Regions from separate parts of the Capsicum annuum genome. Here region 2 is linked to region 1. Evidence: chromatin contacts called from public Hi-C data. All regions are on one chromosome and are shown on one strand. Each heading gives the region's core, a stretch centred on a gene start, on an enhancer-like site or on the middle of the called end of the contact. The rest is flanking DNA. Distances are from core to core; before and after follow the strand shown. Region 1 holds the start of LOC107845625 (phosphoglycerate mutase-like protein AT74). Region 2 holds the start of LOC124885282.

Region 1 (2,793 bases), core at 234-2,733:
TTTCTTTATCTCTTGGTGAAGCCCATAACCAAATCCTTTGTGCATATTTCGTTGGGTTTTTAATATTCAATCCAAAGGATCCTTGGTTATATTTCAAGTATGTACAACCTTGGCATGATGAAATGATTGTTTATGCTAATCCTAATCATCATGCTATGAGGAATTTGTGTTCGTTTATTCTTCTTTTGATTTTGCAAGGTATGGATTCGAGGTCGAATCCTTTTCAAGAAGGGGAGGATGATACGGGCCAAACGGTCATCATAGCTTTTGAAGACATCATTAGATACCAACACTCAAAGACTCAAGCTTTGGTCACCTTGAGGACACAAGAGCATGCATGGAGGACCCGTTTGGAGCATACCATAAAGCAATCCCACGTGTTGAAGGTTGTTTGGGGGATTGCCTTTGATGTATACCTAAGACTACAAGTTGAGCCTACGACTTTGGAGCTTGAAGAAGGCGACTTTAGAGTGTTGGAACTCATTAGGGCATTTTAGTGATTACATATGTTGATTCCAAACACCCCATGACAGCTCCTCTCTCATTAAGGGTGTTGTAGTTATTTTCCTTTAATTTGTAATAGCCTATAAATAGTCTTCTATTAGGTCATTTGCTCTTTAGTTTGATTGATGAAGAACATATGAAAGACTTTCTTCTCTCCTTGAGAGTGTAACACCTTTAGAGTAAGGCTTGGAAAAGCCAAGTAGTTAGTATAAGGCTTGGAAAAACCAATATTGTTCTCTTACTTAGAAATGGTGGTTCATGAGGTGAGTTGATTTCCTTAGCGGTCACCATAAGAAGATGGGTGTTTGATGTTGCGACTTTGAGGGTCTTTACATTTGATATACGTTTCGGTTCTCTTTGTTTCGTAAGATCTTATGTCTTTTTAACTATCATTTACTTTATTGCATTACTTGTGTGTTTGTATCCTTTTGTTCTTGTCTCCGTTTCTTTATGTTGTTGCTGTCCGTGTGTTGTTCATTGTGTTCTTGGGTTTGTCTTGAGTTTGTGGACTGTTTTTAGCTTTCGTAGATCGTTCCGTTATCGTGAATCCAAGGTAACAAGAACTCTCTTAAAATTCCACCCACAATTTTAGAAAAATCACAAATTATACACAAAATTACTGTAACAAAACCTAAGAGTAAAATGCCGGCAATATTTATAATATTTCCCAATCAAATTTTATTGTGATTCATGATGTCGTGCCTATTGGGATGATAGGCCATCACTAGATCCACCTTTCCACAAATTTGCAGAAGCTCTATCTTGCCGGTTCAGAGAAATCAACCCCGACGAAGATGGATAAAATTCTGTGTAATAGTGTATAAAATTATGTATTATTATATATGGGTATATAAATACCTCTTATAATTTTGTATATTAATATTAGATCAATAATATTGTATAGCAATTTTTTTAAATATTTTTATTATTAAAAAATATATGAAAGTTTGGTATATTATTGTATACCCGAATTGTATTTTGGGTTATAATGTAAATTTGAAATATCCCAAAAGTTTTTCTCTTTGACGAGACAAACGGAAGGAGAAAACTAGCGCACAAAATAAAAGATTGAGGCGTCGAAGATCAGATGTTAAAGCAACTGCATTCCCAGTTAGGAGAGAAATCCAAGTCACCTCCTTCTTCCGTAACAAATAGCCAATAATTTGAGAGAGATCCATATCCAATCCGCCATTTTTCCTTTCCCAAAACCCTATTTTAATGTCAACATTTGCTGCAAAATTCCCATAATCTCACCCTATTGGGAAGCTATAGAATAATGATAAATAGTACCGTTGATGACAACGGCCACGCCCAAATTCCTGATCAAGAACATCACTGCCACTGTTGTCATTTTCATAGTCAAAATCAGCAGAAGCCCCCTGCACCCATACCCAAGTGCCTACCAAAGCGCATAATTTTGGTTCGTCACGGAGAGAGCGAAGGGAATAGAGACGACGCCATGTACACCATCACGCCCGATTATAGGATCCCGCTAACTCCCAAGGGAATTGATCAAGCCAAGGAAGCTGGGTCTCGCATTTTTGACATGGTTTCTGATAATAGCTCCTCAGATAATTGGAAGGTCTACTTCTACGTCTCCCCATACGTGCGAACACGTTCCACCCTAAGGGAGATGGGCAGGGCATTTTCCAGACGGAGAGTGCTTGGCGTGAGGGAAGAATGCCGAATTAGAGAACAAGATTTTGGTAATTTTCAAGTGGCGGACCGCATGAAAGCGATCAAGGAGACTCGGGAGAGATTTGGCCGCTTCTTTTATCGTTTTCCTGAGGGAGAATCAGCTGCTGATGTTTATGACAGAGTTTCCAGTAAGCATATTTCTCTCTCTCTCTCCCTCTCTGTACCTACTTCATTCTCTCTATGACTATGCAGTTAGGTTTTGACTTAAACACACTTGGGGTCGTTTGCTAGTTGGGTAGGATAATGCAGTACTAATAATGTAGGTATTAGTTATGCCGATATTAATTATTCCACATTCTACCATGAAATATAATACACCAATTCCCTCATAACTTATACATGTATTAGTTATGAGGGTTTCTAAAGTGCAAAATAGACGTCATAATAATTTTATGCATGAATGACATGCATCCTAACTAGCTACCAAATGTTTTGTAACTTATATAAAAATTAATACATGGATAAGCTAACTCTTTACTTGACGAGAAGTGCTTTCTCGCCAGCAAACTCATACGTACACACACTTAGGAACACCCCTTTCTGCATATTCAAACAAGACTCTAGGAATTGATAAGAAACAATAGAACAACT
Region 2 (2,722 bases), core at 173-2,672, 250 kb after region 1:
TTAATGTTTAGCAAGAACCAAGCCCATCTCTATTCCTCTGTATAGGATGGCCCTAGTAGAATTGAAGGAATCAAAGGACCAGTTGTAGTAATTGCTAGATAAGGGATTCATCCGACCTAATATATCACCTGTGGTGCACTTATCTTAATTATATGGTGATTATCAGTAGTTGAATAAGGTGACAATTAAGAATAATCCTTTATCTTATGTTGATGACTAGTTCAATTATTTTAGGGTGCTTTTGTATTTTTGAAGATTGATTTAAGGTTCAGGTATCATCAGTTGAGGATTAGAGCTTTGGATATTCCAAAGTTATCTTTTTGGAATCGATACGGTCATTATGATTTCTTGGTCATATCATTGGGTTAACTAATGCCCTAGTCGCTTTCACGGAGTTGATGAATAAGGTGTTTCGATCATTTCCCAACTCTTTTGTCATTATTTTATTGATGATATCTTTGTTTACTACAAGAGTAAGGCGGACCATGAAAAGCATTTGTCGATTGTACTTTGGAGATTGAGAGATGAAAATTGCATGCTAAGTTCTTCAAGTGTAAGTTTTTGTTGAATTCTATCTTTTTCTTAGGTCATGTGGTGACCAAGGATGGTATCATAGTCAATCCATCCAAGATTGCAGTGATTCATGATTGGGCTAGGCCTACTTCTCCTAACGAGATTTAGAGTTTTGCTAACTTAGCAAGCTACTATTGTCACTTTGTTGAGGGGTTCTCATCTATTGTGGCTTTTTCGACAAGATTGACTCAGAAGAAGATTTCTTTTTAGTTGAGCTTCCAAAACTCAAGGATTTGTTGACCGCAACTTCTATCTTGACTTTTACCCATAGAGGTCATAGTATTTTCAATTTTTGTGATGATTTTGATGTCGAGCTAGGTTTTATTTTGATATAGGGGGTAAGGTAATTACATATTCTTCTAGCCAGTTAAAGCATCATCAGAAGAAATATCCTACCTACCATTTGGAGTTATGTGCGGTGGTTTTATCTTTGAAGTATTAGAGATACAATTTTTATGGAGTTTATTATGGGATCTTCTCTAATCACAGTAGCTTTTAGTATTTCTCACTACTAGAAATTACCCCTATTGCAACGAACCTTTTGAAAACGGTTCCAAAAGCATTGCAATAGATGGTCTATTGCAACAGTTCCAACCATTGCAAAAAAAATTGTTCTAGTAGTTTAATAACCATTGCGATTGGTGGATTACCATTGCAATAGGGTATGGTATAGAAATGACTTCTGTAACCGTTGCCATAGAGTCACTTATGGCAACGCATTTTTGAGAAAAAAAACCCTATTGCATTGATTTTCATTTTTCCCTCTCTATTTTTTCACAGATTCTGCCAAAAGTTTAAAAATATATAATAAAAATTAAAAAAATATATTACAAAAATTAAAAATATATATACACAAAATAACATTTCAGTACAGTACTATCTCATCAACTCTCTCACTCAGTCGACAACATAGCGTCGACTTCCAAGCCACTGCGATCGTCGTTCCGACCGCCGCTACATTCGCTGCTCCGACCATCAATCCAATTTACAATTGCCCGACAGAAAATTAGCAGTGCTGACAAAACATTAGGTACTTTTCTTTGTTATCTATTGGGTAGAATTAAATCCCATGAGTTTATGCTTAATAGCTTGCTTTTCATAATGTGAATTGATATAGTTACTTAGGTAAGTGATTTAAGAAGTTTTGTTCTTTAGAATCTATATGTTTGTTTGCGAATTTCTGAAATCTGGTGAAATTTCTGTAGATTGTACTGGAGATTGTGTTAAATGTGCTATGTTTGATTTTCTTGGTTACTTAGGTAAGTGATATAGAAATTTTAAATCTTTAGAATCTGCATGCCTATTCACTTTTTGTAGGTTATATAAGACAATAGGAAAGAAATGTGTTATTTTGATCATCTTTGCTAGCCTGTTATTTGCTACTGTAAAACTTTCTTGATTGATGCTTGTTGCGTATGTACACTACACTTACCCTCCTCAGACCCCACTTGGTGGGAATATACTGGGTACATTTTTGTTGTTGTTGATACGCTTTGAGGAAATTCCAGGCTAATTATTTTAACTTTGTTAATTCTCCAAAAGGAACCCCCTGCTCCTTACATGCTTCTTTAGAAAAAGCACTGGTCCAGATGTCACCCCTTTACCCTTCAAATTTTGCCTTAAAATCTGCTGGGTAAAGGAGCTGCTCATGTTATCTTCTCCTGCCACCACTCTCATCGATAATCTATCTAGAGCTGCATATTATACTTGAGTCCTCCATTTTCGACTGTCACCTCTTTGGGAATACTACTATCATCGCCATGAACTCTAATCCTCTCCTATTAGAGATGATTTCTCAATTGTATTTCCTCTTCTGTTTCGATCCAGCCACCACAATGATCACCAATGGTTTTAAAAAAATTATGAGACAATAGGTAAAGTGGAAGATCTATTCTGGTCCAGATTGAAGTTGGCCATCCTATCTCCTTCATATTGCTTGCAGTAAATTAAATGATAAGGGAAGCTGAGGAGGAGGATGGCAGTATAGTCACTCCATTAGAGGAAAAACCTGCAGCTCCTCGTAATCGACCCAAATGGGAAGTTGAACCTTCATCTAAGTAGTCTTCATTTGTTAAAAGTGAAATAATAATCTATAAGTGGTTTCTTGGTACACTTTGTCCCTACACTATTTGGCAAAAACAATCCTCTA

The links. Hi-C and Micro-C count contacts between places; a contact is called where the count stands out from the background.
Region 2: a Hi-C map of leaf shows a contact between it and region 1, with 1.7 times the contacts expected there. The contact joins the promoter of LOC124885282 here to the promoter of LOC107845625 in region 1. A contact is called at or near these places in 2 of 5 Hi-C or Micro-C datasets (leaf and placenta).

Annotation. Positions count from the first base shown.
Region 1 is chr10:117,250,159-117,252,951 of UCD10Xv1.1, forward strand. LOC107845625 (phosphoglycerate mutase-like protein AT74) reads left to right here and starts at 1,484. Exons shown (of 2, transcript XM_016690054.2): 1 at 1,484-2,330. The coding sequence starts at 1,781.
Region 2 is chr10:117,504,635-117,507,356 of UCD10Xv1.1, forward strand. LOC124885282 reads left to right here and starts at 1,423. Exons shown (of 7, transcript XM_047398121.1): 1 at 1,423-1,603.